Linked DNA regions of Triticum aestivum: region 1 is linked to region 2. Evidence: chromatin contacts called from public Hi-C data. All regions are on one chromosome and are shown on one strand. The core of a region is the stretch at or near the end of the contact, and the rest is flanking DNA. Distances in the headings are between cores, read along the strand shown.

What was found. A called contact is a pair of places that touch in the nucleus more often than the background predicts.
Region 1: a contact with region 2 is called in a Hi-C map of leaf, with 6 times the contacts expected there. The contact joins the promoter of LOC123156877 here to the promoter of LOC123155855 in region 2. A contact is called at or near these places in 2 of 5 Hi-C or Micro-C datasets (both in leaf).

The regions. Positions count from the first base shown.
Region 1 is chr7B:338,641,908-338,645,529 of IWGSC CS RefSeq v2.1, reverse strand. It overlaps LOC123156877, which reads right to left and starts at 1,453. Exons shown (of 6, transcript XM_044575071.1): 1 at 1,207-1,453; 2 at 938-1,123; 3 at 509-675; 4 at 301-385; 5 at 154-222; 6 at 1-31. The coding sequence starts at 1,308.
Region 2 is chr7B:338,109,795-338,113,513 of IWGSC CS RefSeq v2.1, reverse strand. LOC123155855 (transmembrane 9 superfamily member 2) reads left to right here and starts at 2,257. Exons shown (of 8, transcript XM_044573999.1): 1 at 2,257-2,554; 2 at 2,630-2,822; 3 at 3,555-3,595; 4 at 3,717-3,719. The coding sequence starts at 2,671.

The DNA of each region.
Region 1 (3,622 bases), core at 204-2,703, 530 kb before region 2:
CATTGCACTGGGGACAGCCATACTCATCAGGCTGAAAAAAAAAGTATATGAGAAAATCGGTCATAAGTCATCAGGCTGGCAAACTACAAATGAGCACATGTGGAAAAGCTGATTGGTGCTAATGGAATTAAGGAAAAATATGTCTGATCTTACCTGTTCTTCAAAAGCCTTGGGTAGAAAGTATATGTATCCACAATCAAGGCAGATGTGTGTTGCTCTAGCCTGGAAAATTGAAGGTATATATTGAGTGAGGCCTATAAGAAGTCACACTGTAGCGACCAGGGACTATTTTGATATTACCTTCTGTGAATCAGATAACTTCCGGCCAAACCGAGGGGGCGCCGGCCTCTTGGGCAGGCGCTTCACATCAATATCACCACCACCCCTGATGTCATGGCGCAAAATGAGAATCTTGTAAACTCCACCTTACAGGGAAATTCAGTTTCCTGAAATCCTGATATCTGAACAGAAGCTTCGGAGGCAGAAAATGAGGAGAAGAGGTGCATACCTGCTTACCACAAAGTATACAGAGTCTGGCTTTGCTTGGATGGCTGTCTTGGTGAATCCCAGCTTGTCTGCCGGCCACAATTCATCACCGAAGAAGCTGCTTGTATAGAGCACTTGGTCACCCGACTTGAGCCCTGCTCTTGCTGCATTCCCTCCTGACTCCACACCCTACCGTGATTAAATCACAAACCAGTCCGTTTCCTTTTAATCCCAGCTGCTAATTGCAATCCTTGTGTATTAAATTTCTATCTAGTTTATTCAGTTTATCATTCATCATATTATTCTTGTTTTTTCTTTCCTTTAAATAGTAAAGTATAAATAAAGTATGTCAAAAGAAGCAGCTAAACCTAGGTCATGATTCGGATTCGATATTTTCTGGAAGAGAACCCAAGGTGGAGGAAAGAAGAGGAGGGCGGCTGGTAGTACTGACGGTGATGACGACGCCGCCGCCGGACTTCTGGCCAAGGGTGAGGCCGAGCGGCTTGTCGACCTCCACCTCAATGTTCTTGGCCGCGCCGGCGGTCTTGGCATTCACCTGCACCAGCCTTCGCCGCGCGCCGCCCCTGCGCAACCACCTGCTATCCACCAAGGAAACCCCACGGAAGGCAGTTTTCTTCTGCACCAACACAGACGAGAGCATCAACAAGACAACACAAAGGATGAAAGAAACATCAAGAGGGAGAAAAAAAGAGCACCCACGGCTGATGATGTTGAGAGGATGGAAGGAAGTGACGAGTGCTTAGCCCTGACGACGGAGCAGTGCTTGGAAGAGGCAGACACGGAGGAGAGCGTGGCCGCCATGGTGCTGGGCTGGGAGGATGGCTGGTGGTGGTGTGGAGGAAGATGATACGCGCCATTTGGATGGAGATGCTGTGGCTAAGACAAAAGTGATGTTTGTGGTCTCAAAATCAGGAGGTCGTGTGGAAACTGTATGATGTATGAATTGCATATATATTGCTCATGTGCAAAGGCATGTATATATAATGTACAAAGGTGGGTCACGATCTCAACTATACAAAACAATTAGGAGGTGGGTCCAATACACAGATATGCACAGACCATATACTCAACACCCCCCGCAGTCGAAGCGGCACTGCTGCTGATGCAAAGACTGGACCGGAACTCCTCAAATGACGTCGTAGGCAAGCCCTTGGTCATGATATCTGCAAATTGTTGGGAAGTAGGAACGTGTAGAACACGAATATGGCCAAGAGCCACCTGTTCCCGAACAAAATGAATATCCAACTCAATATGCTTGGTCTGACGATGATGCACCGGGTTAGCGGAGAGGTAGACCGCAGAAACTTTGTCGCAGTAGACCACCATAGCACGATCCACAGGGCAAGAGAGCTGCTGAAGCAGCTGGCGAAGCCACGAACACTCAGCAACGACATTAGCCACAACACGATACTCAGCCTTAGCACTAGAGCGAGAGACCGTAGGCTGCTGCTTGGACGACCACGAGATGAGTGAAGGTCCAAGGAAGACACAATAGCCCGAGGTGGAGCGACGAGTGTCAGGGCAGCCCGCCCAGTCTGCATCGGAGTAGGCGTTGAGGGCGATGTCGGGGGAGGCGTGGAGCGTGACGCCAAGGTCCATAGTGCCACAGACAGAACGGAGAATTCGCTTCACAGCGGCCCAGTGAACGTCCCGAGGAGCATGCATATGAAGACACACCTGCTGCACGACATACTGGATCTCCGGTCGAGTCAGAATGAGGTACTGGAGAGCACCAGCGATTCCGTGGCAGAGAGCTTGGCCTTCGTATCGACAGGCGTAGTGGCAGGCTTGCAGTTAAGCATGCCAGCACGATCTAGAAGCTCATGAGCGTACTTCCGCTGATGAAGGAAGAAGCCATCCGGACGGCGCACCACCTCAACACCGAGGAAGTAGTGCAAAGGACCCAAGTCCTTGATGGCGAACTTAGCACGAAGACGTGTAGTGAGCTGACTGAGAAGACCAGTCGTAGATGATGTCAGGATGATGTCGTCGATATAAAGGAGCAAGTATGCCGTGTCGGAGCCCTGCTGATAGACGAAGAGCGATGCGTCCAAGCAGGTGGAGCAAAACCTGAGCTGGTGTAGAAACACCGCGATGCGCTGGTACCAAGCGCGCGAAGCCTTCTTGAGTCTGTACAAGGACCACGAAAAAAGGCACACGTGGTCGGGAAGTGCTGGATCAACAAACCCCGTAGGCTGCTGGCAGAAGACCTGCTCCTCGAGGTGACCGTGAAGGAAGGCGTTAGAGACGTCCATCTGGTGCACCGGCCAAGCATGGGAGACCGCAGGATGAAGAACCATGTGAATCGTGCCGGGCTTAACAACCGGAGCGAAGGTGTCGGTGAAGTCAATGCCAGCACGTTGACGGAAGCCACGAACAACCCATCGCGCTTTATAGCGATCAAGTGTACCATCAGGACGGAGCTTGTGTTTGAAGACCCACTTTCCGGTAATCACGTTGGCGTGCCGGGATGGGGAACAAGTTGCCACGTCCGGTTGCGCAGCAAAGCATCAAACTCCTCTTGCATCGCAGCCATCCAGAGTGGGCCACGAAGAGCGGCTCGAACGAAGGACTGCAATGGTTGTGGCATAGAGGTGGATGTCGTGTGGACGTAGTCATCCGAAGTGTAGCGTGAACTCGGGCGAAACACGCCCGGACGAGCACGGGTGACCGGACCGACCGCTGATGGCTCGGTCGTAGTCGCCGGAGCCGCCTGAACCACGGGCGCCGAGGCCGCAGGCGAGGGAAGCGCCGAGGCCGACGCAGGCGCCGAGGCAGGCATGGGGGCCGCAGGCACGGAGGCCGCAGGCGCCAAGGCAGCAAGCGCGGGGGCCGCGGGCGCAGGGGCCGCGGGAGGAGTGGGCGCCGGAGCCGCGGGCACCATCGCCGCGGTCAGAGGAGACACCGGCGGGGGACGCGCCTCAAGCCAGGGGCGGGCTGAGAGCGGTGCGCGAACGCCCTGGGAGAGGCGTCGAGGCTCCCGTGTCACCAGTGGCGGGAGGAACTGCCGGGGGAACCTGCTGAAACGGAAACACATGCTCATCAAAGTAAACGTGCCGGGAGGTGAACACATGGTGGGAGATGCGATCGTAGCACCGATAGCCCTTGGAATTAG
Region 2 (3,719 bases), core at 1,008-3,507:
AGCCTCCACACAAAATCTAACCGTTACACACAACTTACCAAACTCGGTGGGACCGAATTGAGAAACTCGGTCGGACCGATTCAGCAAATCTAGTGACCGTTAGGATTTTCGGCGGGACTGACATGCAACTCGGTAGGACAGATATGGTTAGGGTTAGGGCATAACGTAATCTCGATGAGACCGATTACACAAACTCGGTGGAACCAATTTTGGTAATAAGCTAACCAGAGAGTTGGTCAGGTAAACTCGGTGGGACCGGTTCGCTCATTTCGGTGGGCCCGAAATGTTACGAAAAGGAAACAGGGAGTTTACATTGCAATCTCGGTGGGACCGATCGCTCATCTCGGTGGTACCGAAACGTTACGAAGGGAAACAGAGATATTACAATCCCATCTCGGTGAGACCGAGATCCCTATCGGTGAGACCGATTTGCCTAGGGTTTGTGGCAGTGGCTATGACATCTGAACTCGGTGGCGCCGGATAGAAAGAATCGGTAGGGCCGAGTTTGACTTTTGGTTTAGGTCATATGTGGATGTGGGAAAGTAGTTGAGGGTTTTGGAGCATATCACTAAGCACTATGGAGCAAGAAAGCCATTAAGCAACACCTCATCCCTCCTTGATAGTATTGGCTTTTCCTATAGACTCAATGTGATCTTGGATCACTAAAATATAAAATGTAGAGTCTTGAGCTTTGAGGTTGAGCCAATCCTTTTATCCTTAGTATTTTGAGGGGTCCACTTTTCTCATCCATGCCATGCCATTCATTGAGCTTTTCCTGAAATACTTATCTTGAGATAGCATTAGCTCAATGAGCTATATGTTGTTAGGAATTACCAAAACCACCTAGGGATAGTTGCACTTTCAGGCACCCATGCATCTCGACGATGACGTCCTCCGCAACGGTAAGGAGGCCTTGCTGCTGCTGCATGTGCGCTCGCCGAGGCAAGCCGGACCACCTCCGTCGACTCCGGCGGCCGCAACGTGTTGCGTTGCAACAAAACTAGTGCTACGACTGGAAACTGATGTGGCGAGGCGTCCGATGCTGTCGTTGTTGCAGGGGCTATTGTCGTGTGCTCGTCGGGACACGCCAAGGCATCTTCCTCAACTCCGGCGGCCGCAACTGTTGTGCTGCGCTGCAACACCACCAGTGCTGCTGGTGGACGGAGCCACCGGCGACTGCTGCATCGCAGCACTGGGAGACACCAGGGGCTGCTCCATGCCAACACCGAGCACGACGCCTCCGACGAAGGTTGAATGCAGCTCCGACGAAGCTTCATTGCAGCCCCGATGGAGTCTGTTCCATTCCCATCGCGGCTTCAACGACCCGACGACGCTCCAATGCAGCCCGAACGACGCTCCAATGCAGCCCAGGCGACGCTGCATAGGAACACTGGCTACCCCGGCGACGTGGCATAGCAACACTGGCAACCCCCGCGACGGCTGCACCACATCACCGGCAACCCCGGCGACGCTGCATTGCAGCCCCCGGGGGCCCCGACGACGCTGCATAGAAACACGGGCGGCCCCGGCGGCCCTGCATAGAAACATGGGCGGCCCCGGCGATGCGGCATAGCAACACCGGTGACCCCCGCGACGCTGCACCACAGCACCAATGGCCCCGACGACTCAGCACCGACGAGCCCCTCGCTGCAACACCCACAGCCCGCTTGAAGCACAGGCAGCGGCGTCGTTGCAGATCCTCGGCGGCAGCTTTACCCCGCATGCGGCAACAGACGTCGGTTGTGCTTTGGCTTGCAGAAGCGGTTGGTGTTTGCGGCGGGATGCTTGCAAAACGCCCCATGTTTGGAAGCAGGTGGTTAGCCTTTGGATCGAGCTTCTCTCTTTCCCTGTTAAGCATGTGAAAAACTGAGAGAGAGGGGATGGGGAACGACGAAGAAGACGGGCAGGGAGAGGATAAGGATGGGATGAAGAGCGTTGAGCGGTGAGCGGCCCCCACATGCTAAAGCGTCTAGTGGGGAGGTGGCGCACGCGCCCGAGACCAACGCCGCTGGATCGGTTTTGATCGCACGGCTCGCGATGCGATTTACGCGAGGCAAACATCAGCCGGTTTAAAACAAACTATTTTCTAATAAAATTCATCGTGTTTGTACGAATTTCGTGTGATTAATTAAAACCCGGCTTCAAATGCATACGGACAACGATGTATAACCGGCTCCCCTATCTGAACTTCTTCCGCGTGAACGGACGGCGGAGCAAATTTGCGCCCTTGCCCCTGTTTGGGAAAGAAAATGGGTTTCTCCGCTCTCCATTCCCGATCCTCAGTGAAAGAAAAACCTACCTCCCTCACAAACGACTTTTTTCCTCTCCACCATACCGGTACCCTTCCGCTTCCTCCCCGCCCCCAAGCTCCGATCCCACCCAGTGCGGCTCTAAAATCCCCCCCTGCAGTCTACCGCCGCCGGCTCGCCGCGCAGCGAGTCGCCGCCGACGTCTAACCCCTCCGCCTATCACGCGCGCGCCTCGCCGTTTCCGTTCTACATCACCTTGTCCCTGCTGTCTCTCGACCCGCGATCTCGGAGCATTGGTTTCTGAGGTACTACGAGCTTCTATTCATCCAGTAATAATTACTTAAAGGCTTTCTAACCCTCCACTAATTCTGGGTGCACAGCATCCAGATCCGCCCCTTTTGGGTCGTAGGTGCTCGCAGTGATGGTGAGGATGGAGGCGGCGGGTGCTGCTCTTGCCGTGGCCCTGTTGGCTTGTATGGTGGGGGCTGGAGCTGATGACTCTGATCACAGGTACAAGGAGGGAGATCGTGTCCCGCTCTACGCGAACAAGGTCGGCCCTTTCCACAATCCAAGGTATAACGGTCTCGTGATGCGCCACAAGCTTTTGTAGTTCATGTCTGGTCCCGTTGTCTGTCTACAATACATGCACGAGTTAGGGCTTCGTACTGCTGTCTGTGATGCTAACTAAGGCTAAATGAGAATAGGATTGCTGCCGAATTAACACTAGGAATTCCTGTTGGCACTTATTAGTAGTTATTATAATAATAACTAAGCAAGCACAAGTGGGGTCATTCAATGATAGGAGGGAGGCAAGAGTAGTTAGTATCAGTTTTTGTAACTCGAATGTCGCTTCATAAACTACGACCAAGTAGTATGGATGTCCCAGTCACAAGGAAAAGAAATTTCTGCTGGTAATGATGCCTTCTAAACTATGGTAATTTGACAGTTCAAGCATCACTTTAACAGTTTATGTTACTCCCTCCGTCTTCATAATGTAAGAAGTTTTTTGACACTACACTAGAGTCAAAAAGCGTCTTACATTATGGGACGGAGGGAGTACTAAATAGCAGCTTTGTGAGAATTGAATTGCTTTTCCGTCAGACCATAAAAAAAAAAGGGCAGCCCCAGTGCATGTAGCTCCCGCTTGCGCAGGGTCTGGGGAAGGGTCCGACCACTTTGGGTCTATTGTACGCAGCCTTTCCCTACATTTCTGCAAGAGGCTGTTTCCAGGCGTGCTTCTGTTGTACGCAGCCTTTTCCGTCAGACCATGATCAGGATAATTCAGTTACTCTTTGTCTATTGCAGTGAGACATACCGGTACTATGATCTACCCTTTTGTGCACCAGGTTTGTACTTCTTAGAGATGTCACATGCCTTTTCTTGTTACTTGCTCTATTTAGCAATTCGTTGATTGGTTATGCCCAAGTCAGTTTTCCTTGTTATTGGCTGCTGCATGGCTTTCAATAGAAC